2 separate regions of the Gossypium hirsutum genome follow, and region 1 is linked to region 2. Evidence: chromatin contacts called from public Hi-C data. All regions are on one chromosome and are shown on one strand. Each heading gives the region's core, a stretch centred on a gene start, on an enhancer-like site or on the middle of the called end of the contact. The rest is flanking DNA. Distances are from core to core; before and after follow the strand shown. Region 1 has its middle 9.0 kb from the start of LOC107940820. Region 2 holds the start of LOC107940819 (probable anion transporter 5).

What was found. A called contact is a pair of places that touch in the nucleus more often than the background predicts.
Region 1: a contact with region 2 is called in a Hi-C map of leaf, with 2.3 times the contacts expected there. The contact joins the enhancer-like site here to the promoter of LOC107940819 in region 2. A contact is called at or near these places in 4 of 34 Hi-C or Micro-C datasets (all in leaf).

What each region holds. Positions count from the first base shown.
Region 1 is chrA03:108,643,296-108,647,995 of Gossypium_hirsutum_v2.1, reverse strand. No RefSeq gene overlaps it. Among protein-coding and RNA genes, the nearest start is that of LOC107940820, 9.0 kb to the right of the region's middle. Within about 2 kb of position 2,690, at least 3 of the 9 cell types and tissues checked have an H3K27ac peak or open chromatin away from gene starts, as enhancers often do. A contact at or near this core is called in leaf, where this site is marked.
Region 2 is chrA03:108,602,265-108,607,230 of Gossypium_hirsutum_v2.1, reverse strand. It overlaps LOC107940819 (probable anion transporter 5), which reads left to right and starts at 3,387. Exons shown (of 2, transcript XM_016874282.2): 1 at 3,387-3,769; 2 at 4,824-4,966.

The DNA.
Region 1 (4,700 bases), core at 1,441-3,940, 41 kb before region 2:
GTCCCAATAGATGTCTATGGCATTCCTTCATGTCCATTGTCAAAATACAGCCTGTTTCCCATTGTAGGAGATTTTATGGCTCTCTATTTTTTCTTTTGACCAACTCCCCTTGTTAACATGTTGAAGACAAAGCTTATCTTTGTTTTCATTCAACACCTGGGCCGCTACAATCTTAACTATTGTCCTAAATAACATGTTATAATCTTTGTCTTAGCACAACAGTTTTAGAAGTTTAATCACATCTTAAATAGAACAACTTTTATGGCCGAGAAGATGAAATATGAGAGGAGTTCCATAAACAATTGTCAACTGCTAAACTGCATTTGAGATCAAAGAAATGACCTCAAATGGACTTAAAAGTCAAATTCAAAGATTACTTGATAAAAGTAAATAGATGTATAATCCGAATTTGAAATGTCTCAATACTGCAGATATAAATATACAATTCCCGATGCGTTGAATAACAAATTTATATATATGAAACTAGAGAACAAATTTAATTATAAAGTATATATTTTTGTCTATAGATGATTAATTAAAGATACATTAAAGCAAATTAAATGATTTTTATGTAAAAAATCTCTAAAAGCAAAGGATTAAAACCACGAGAATTGAGATTTTAATCAAAAATTCTAGTATACTCAAAGTTGTAGCTACAAGATTACAATATAAAATCATTACAATAAGCATATAATTCCAACAACGCTAACAACGGGTAAATCCAAGCAATGTCGACTTTAAAACTCAATTAAAGTCTTCAAATCTACTAATCACTGTCCAAAAAAATCAGATTACGGATAAACCCCAGATCAACTCTAACACAATTATTGTGGGATTGCGTAGCCCATTTGAGTTTGACGAATAAAAGTGAGGAAGGAGGGGTTGGGTGTTGTCTTTTATGGTCCAACTATACCCCTCTCTCTTTTTGGGCCTTGCCACTGGACGGTTCAGTTAGAGTCAGAGGAGGCTTTCGCCCTCCCAAAACTATAAAAAAATTTTAATTACCTCACCAAGATTTTTAAAGTCTTAGTTAATTCTTTTTTAAATTTTGAAATTTTTAATAAGTTTAAAATTAGATTTGGTAATGGGTTGATTGGACTAATACAAAATTTTAAGTTCATGTCCGACTAAATCCAAAAATAAACCTCAAATTTTATCCATTTTGGCCCAAATTAAAAATGTTAAATTCGAGCCTGATCTGACCTGCTTGTATTAATTTTTTATTTAAAAATAAATTTAAAAAATATACTACATCAAATATATTAAAAACATTAAAATAAATATTTTCCAAAAAATAAAAAATGCATTAAAAAATCTTTATACTTAAATAACACTAAAATAATTGTAACTTAGCGAACAAATATATCTAAAATAGTAGCAAACTTAACAATAAAACAAGAGTTATACAATACCCAAATAATAACAAAAAATATAGTAGCAATATAATAGTGACATGATAACAAAACATCAGCAAAAAAGAAATTTTAAGTTGATTCGGGCAAAATCAAAAAATCTTATTTGAGGCTAGATTCATTTAGGAAATTGGTCTTATTTTTTGTCCAAACTCTTTTTTTGAGTCTATATTTTTATCTAAACTAATGAATGATCTAGTTCATGACCAAATCTACCTAAAGATACGTTCCACCATGTGCATGCTAGCGATGGTATAGTTGATTAACCCTTTCTGTTTTTTGTTGATTTCCCTTAAAACATACTCGAATCTAATTTTTCTTTTATAATAATAAAACCGATACAACTAAATTAAAATTAAATTTACAGTTTTGGTTTTGGATATCATTTAAATCTTATATAGGAATATATAGATGTGAATCTTCCCCATGCATCTAATATGTCCCTCATAGGTTGTAGCCATGTTTGTGAGTTGCAATAATTAGGCCGGCCTAGCCGAGTAGGCCATGGATTGTACCTTTTCACAAATGAGCAAAGATATCAATTAGGGCTTACATTTATATCGGAGCAAAATATCTAAAAATTTAATAATCTAGCAAGTAAGGTACACAACACACGTGTGCAAGATTTCATCTGCCACTGACACCAATCATTTCTTCAATTAAAATAAATACAATCCCGAAGTCCCATTGTACGAAACCGGCGAAATCAGAGGGCTCATAATGGTTACATCTCATCAGAATGAATATTTGCATTTTAGTAGGCACCGTAGGAAAAAATTCCCAAGAATTATACCCTTTCCCATGTTGTAGGCCCTTAAACCATATGGACTATGGACCAAATCAATAATGTATTGTGTCATGTGTCCCAGCCCAATATATTTGTCCTCAAGGCCCCCTAGCTCTACGCGCATCTATCTACCCCTTAGTAAATTTTTTTCTTTTACCATTGAATTATGAAAAGTTAACGTTTTGATTATTTATCCGTTAAAAGTCATTACACCCTTAACAAAAAAGTGATATCACATGTTAATTGAAGGACTTATATCTAAATTGACTCTTGAATTATAATTAAAATATTCAGTTTGATTCTTTTATAATATTTTTTAATGATACTTTTATTCATTTTGTAAATAAAGAAACATAAAATCTCTCTATATATGTAAGATCATAGTTACATAATTACATTTAAAATATACATGGAATACAAATGTTGTAATAACAGAATAGGGTTGTAATTCAAAGAGTCATGGCTACATTTGGTCGACATATCACTGTTAAATAGTAAAAAGGTGTGCCCTCCAAAAGAGGTAGCCCCCCCATTCAGAAAGGGATAGGTGGTGATGGAGACCACAAATCTGAGTTAATAACGCTCCCTGTTTTTTTTATTTAAATTTGGCTGTGATTCTTAATGAAGATGGTATGAATGCATGTCAAATTTCCATCCAAAATTTAATTTCTCATCTCTTTCTGCCATGCAAAGGCCCCTCCACCCCCACCCCCATCATACAGTTCATATTATATTATTATATTGAAAAGACAGCCACCCAATACAAACCCCTTACTTCACCTGGGCATTTCACAGGAAAAAAATACTTTACTTGCAGCTCCTCAAACCCAAATTATTTAAAATTTCTGTATGAGTATTGAGTGTGACATCGTATAAAATATTAAATGCAAATATTTAAAAATTTAAAAATATGTGTGAGATTGCTTTTTACCAAGTGATGAGCGATAGGAAGGTGCCAAAAATCTTAGTAAGTGTCAAAATGTGTCGTATAGTAATAGCTAGGTGAAGGAAGGTTTTGTTTGGTAATGTGAGTACAGTGCATGTGGTTCCCCAGCTCAAGCGATTGGGACTGTGTTGTTTGGTGGAGTCCCAGCCTGCAATGACCGCCCTTTATAAGCTGGGTCCGGGAAAATATTATTATTATTAAGGTAAGTTATTAATAAGTTTTATCTTTTCATCTTTTAAATTAAAAAAAAATTATAAAATATCATTAAATTATTTAAAAAATTTTCATTTTAATTATCGAATTATTGAAATTATTATTTTATAACATTTTCTACTTGCACCATCCATATCAATCAAAAACTCTCATTCTTCTTCTCTTTTACAATTTAGTTTCTTTTTTTTTTTCATAAAACAACATTGATCCTTACAAATCTGTAAACCAAAATTTGAATAACTTTCTTCAATGATCTTCTACACTAACCATCGAATATATTTAGATATAAGAAATGTTCTTCTACTTGTGGATGGGTACTCATCCACCATACCAATTGTCGAATAGGCATTAGCTCGCTAGCCAGACTTTAAAATAAAAATAAAAACCCTTAACAACCCATTGACTTAAATAAAAACTTTTGAATAGTTTAGTGACCATAATGTAAACTTACTAATAGTTTAATGACTTTAGGTGTAGTTTACTCTTATTATTACTGATATGGTTCCCATGCTTCACATAGAGTTCCTTTTTTCTTGTACCAAATTATAGAATGAAAATTTGAAAGTTAAAATATGCTTTAAACATTTTATAATCTCCTAATTTTTTATTTTTAAGATTATAGTTAGTCTATTTTTCAAATTTAGAAATTTAGGTTTAATTGTTATTATTGTTAAAATTCATCCATTAAATTCATCGCTGTGACATTTTAAAATAAAAAATAATTCACTTAATAATGATGTAACAAAAAATAACATTGACAATGTTGGTGTGGATTTAAAAAAAAAACTTTAATTCAAACTCAACGTGATAAAATACATTTTTTTTGTAGGAATAGTGTTCTCAAGAAAAAAAATGACATCAGCATTGAATTGAAATAGTTAACAATATTAACAATTTAGACCGCCGACAGCAATGATTAATCCCCTCATCACGGTGCTCTTTGAAGAGGTAAATGGTTGACTGTGAAATGTGTTATGTTCCATGAGTAAGGATCGAACCCCCAACTAAATAATTAAGGGATGATGTGAGCAACCACTACACAATAACTCATGGTTTAAAAATTTAAATTTAATTATTGTCTGATATTGTAAAAAAGCAAAGCAAACCCAACAGATAATAATTTTTAAATCCAAATTATATATAACCATCGAACAGTTTAATCGAAAATTTAACGACATTAACTATTTGCATTAACTAATAACATTATAAAAATATAAAGACTAAATTGTATTATAAATTAAAGTATAGAGATTAAATTTCAAATCTTAGCATAATAAAGAAACTAAAACTTAAATTTTACATTTTGTAAAAAGAAAAAATTGTCTCAGCAAAAGGAACACCT
Region 2 (4,966 bases), core at 2,138-4,637:
TGAATATTTTCAAAGAATATTATTTAAAATTATTATTAAAATAAAATTAAAATATTAAATAGTTTATTAAAACAATTAGTTATATTAATAATTTATTATATGGTTAAATATAAATAATTAAATATGTATGTTTAATAATATTAAAAATTATAATATTTTATATTAATATTTATTTATTTTTAAAAATAAAAATATTTTTTAATATTATAATATTAAGCTTGATTTAAGTTAATTTTTATATAAAAATAAAATTATCATGAGTTTTTTTTGAGTAAATCATTTTAGAAAAAATAATTTATTTTCTGTTGACCTGTAGATATTTTTTATTGATGAAATTATTTTCTGTGAAACAAATATAGATGAAATATTTCCTATAAATGATTTTGAGTGAAACAAGGAGCCTAATACGAAATGGTAACTCCCAAGTGTGAGCTCCTTAATTCTCATTAGAAAAGGAATGGGCAAAGGCCTCAACAGCTGATTGTAATAGTCTCAATCCCTCGGCCCTTATTTCATTGGGCTAAAACCCAACAGCTTACTAAGAAACTGCGTTATTTCTTTTCACACGTTCCCTCCAACTTTTAACTGGCTCGCTGCCTCTCTAATCTTCTTTCAAACTCTCGACAATGGCGGCACGTTGAAATCACTGCTTTAGCTGCAATCATCTCCAGCGAAACAGGGAGTCTCGAAGATTGGGCGAACAAGGATCCTGCTTTTTATTTTAAAAAAATTTTCGTTTTCGATTCAAGTTTTGCTTTCATCGGATACTGAAGAAGCTTCGACAGTAACAATTTCTTTTTTCTTTTCTCAAAAATTGAAAGTAACACTTGAATTGCCTTTTCTTTTTAAGGAATTGTGCTGTAGATTCCTTCATTCAATTCGTGAAGCCAGGGAACCGCTATTTACCAAAAGTCACTAATCAAAGTATTTTAAACAAAAACAAATGTTGCCGGTATGATACCAACTTTATAAACAGTTTCAGGTTCACTAATCAAAGTATTTTAAATGTATTGTTGCCGGTATAACTTGTAATTGTGTTTTTAAGTTCATTTTGCTTTGATTTTAGGTTTTGGATGCCATTTATACCCATATTTTGCTGATCACATAGATATGTTTACAGGTTATTGTTTATTGACGAAGAAGATGGAAAAAACTAAGAGAAATGTTAGATTTGAGCCAGCATATTGTCAACTTGGTAAATACTCTCTTTTATATACTGTTTTATAATGTGATCTGCAAATTATATTTAATTGATAATCTATGTGTACTGAATGATGAACTTCATCGCGAATTCAATTGCAGTGAGTTACTTACTTCTCCTCTTTCTTTGATTGATGCTTTTCACCAGTTACTGTTAATTTCACAAATCACCTTAAGATTTATTCTTCAATCAAATTATAAAATCTTTTCCCCTTATTATTAGGCTGAGAAACGAAAAGGTGACTTTAGCTGTCACTTATTTTCATTGCTATCATTTGCATATAGATTTCGTTGCACGTTAGTAGACAGCTTCCATTTTTGTTTGTTTATCTATTTTCAATGTACAATTTGCAACAATATGTCGGTACTTCTGTACTTGGCAATTTTGTGGGGTAGGTGGATATGAAAATGAAGCCTTACTAAAGAGTGAATTTCATTTCTTAGACTACCAATAATACCATATTAAGTGCTTCTCCTAGGCCTTAGTATTGTTGTAAAGAGTAGTAAATGTTTAGATCAAGGACCACTCAAACATTTGAGTTATGGTTGATTATACTTTAGAGAGGAGGTTATATTAAATCATCTTTAGGGTCTTTGAATTTCGATTAAATTTATTGCTGAGTTGAGTTAGATTCTTAAAACTAGAGCAAAACTTTTTTTACATTGTTTTCTCCATTCAAAATACTTAAATTCAAAATTTTATTATTAACCTAGTTTAAGGGATAATGAACCCTTTACCACTCTCCTCAACGAGCATTATTCCCTTCCTTTTATTTGTTATTTAAACATGCTACCTGCACATTCAAAAGTTTTTCAATCTAGGATTCGTTTATATATATATATTTGGACAGGCTGCCAGATTGTTGACTTTTTCTAATTATTGTTTATATTATATTAAGTAAAATTGTTCTGGTAGGCATCACCATTGATTCTTTTTTTCTCTTTTTTTCTTTTTGATCTTTTATTGCTTATGATTGAATTAAAGAGTGAAGGTTGGGCAAAAGCAGGTGCCTTTGGCGTTTTACTGGAAGTTCAATTGTTCAAATCAATTACTAATTAAGCAAAGGAAAACGACACTGTATTGCCCAATCCATTGCAAAAAAAAATACACCTGAAGAAGTACCTTCTATACAGCGACAGCGGATTGAATGCCCATGCTCTTCAATTCCTACGTCACCCTCATTCTTTAATTTTCCTTAAATGCTCTTGCACCGCTCTTTAATAAATCTAAGAAACTCTAGTAACAACCAAAGAATTAAGATTTACATTGAGAAGCTCCCTTAATAAGATTCGGGCTTCTTCATATATCTATATCTCATCATAGTTCTTACTCCCCGGTTTAGCTATCCAATTCACTTTTCTGCCATGTTTCTTAATGATGTATCGAAAATGAACCTTCTAATTTCGGTGTTGACTAATCAAATACAACTCCAATAACATACTAGTACTCGCATAACCAACTAAAATAGTTTCTACAACTAAAGTATTGTCACACTCCAACTCTAATTGCCTAAAACCAAACGTCCATGCTAAATTGAGGCATATAGCTCTTACCTCAGATTTGACAACTAATCTTTCTTAATTCACATAGCAAAACCTCACATTCAATTGGCATCATGGCCTCTAAACACGCCACCAATTGCAACAATATTATTGCTTTTCGACAATGCACCATCTATATTCAACTTAACCCACCTTTTCTTTAGCTGCTTCCAATAATCACCTAACACCTTCTGAATGCGATAGAGCTCATATGACTTTGAGTTTACAAAGCTTGCAACTTAAGTTAAACATTTACCTACAACAACATCAACATTACTATGGCTATTATATATTGAAAATGAAATTATTTCGGCTTTTCCATAATAGCCAACACAATATTGCAAACAAAGTCGGCCAATTTTTCTCTTTCATTGTCAATTCCTCTTGAGATAACGAGTTCTTGATTAACTACATATTCAAATTCGATGAAAAGAATATATTCCCGATTGAATTAGGATTCACGTCTTCCAAATCAATTTTAAGAACTCACAATCTCATATGGCATGTGGGCTAGTGTCAATCGGAAATCCACAGCGAACACAATAGCCTTCATTGTATATATGCCGTTGAGCCCGCTCCCCATTATTCAGAATTTCTTGCCACAACCACCATATAAATACACGAACTCTTACACTTGCAACATAAATTTACATGGTTTAGTGGCTATATTATAACAAATCCATAATGTTAGTGTTTATATAGTAATTTTTTTAAGTTCAGAATTTACCCCTTATTAAATGTTAATGTTGACACAGTAAAGGAGAGAGGACCAGGAAGGGTTTGGCTTTATAGGGAAGAAAGCAGAAGGCTTCTCATCTCATGTGTGACATTGAAGGAAAGAGAGAAGATAACCAAAAACCCCACATTTGACTTCCTCTCTCTCTTTCTTTCTTTCTATCTTCTTTGTTTTTTGTTCATATGTTTTTCTTTATATCAATGTCCTTACATGTTTGATATTCACATGAAACATTAACCCCTCTCATTCTCGCTCTTTTCTTTCTTGGATGCATTTCCAAATAATCCCAAGGTGTGTTCTCTTCTTCTTGTTTCTTCTTTCTGCTTCTTTTTCTTCTTATTGCTTCAATTGAGTCACTTTTTTTTTTGGTTCAATTTTCCCTATTAATTCCATTTCTTGCTTCGTCTTTTAATGAGAAATGTTGGATTTTAGTTACTGAGATTTTTTGGGTTTTTTTTTTCCTAATTTCGTCTAGTTCGTTAAAGTTGACCAGCGGGTGAGTTTCTGGGGGAAAGAAAAACCGAATACGTTTTAACTAAAACTCAGTTCTCTTATCCCCTTTTATATATCATGAGATCGGAATTTGATCATTTCTTCTTGTATTTCGATTCTGCTTGAATTTTTTCTTTTTTGCCTTTGTTTACTTTCTTGCCAATGTCTTGTTCTGTTTCTTTGAATTTGTTAGTACGTGGATCAGTTCATTCATCTTGTATATAACTGATAAAAAAAATGGTTTAACGTAATGAAAACCTTTCATTTTCCCAGATCTTGGTTAAAATGCCAATCCCATTTTCATGCTTTGCAAATGCTATCTGCAATTTTCTTGATCACTTCAATTCCAAATTTGGGAAAATGTCATCTTTACCTCTGGTAATGATTTCTTGGGAAAATATCATGGTTTCATCTTCTGATTTTTCCATTTTTTTTCTACTTATAAACTTCTTTATATTCTTGGGAACAAATATGAGTTACTAAATTTGTATCTCCCAATTTTTAACTCAAGAAGTGTCATGTTCATATTAGTTTTTATTTTTACATTACTTAAGCAGTATTTAGTTTCAAACTTCTGTTAATCAGATTACATGCTACTCTATTAATCCTAGTTATTGGTTATCGTCTGGATGCAGTTCATGCTCAAGTTCACTTCATTTCCTTACCAGCAATCTCCCCTCTATAAATATTTTGTTTTGATGCAGCCAATGTTTTCACTTAAGATTTCACTAATATAGCAAATTAAGCATGAGTTCTTTCTTAATTGATGTCTAGTTAACATTTAGCTTTTGCAAGTTGATTTAACGGTGCTTTACACTGTATTTGTAACATTTGAATAAATTTTTTAATTCAGGCTTGGCTAGTATCTTGAAGGCTTGGAACACTATTGAAGAAACTACTGTCTTGTTGTAAAGTGGTTGCTACCGAGGATTGAAACACCAAGCTGCTGGATGGTCTATTTGTTTGAAGACAGTTAGCAAAACTAAGATTCCTATA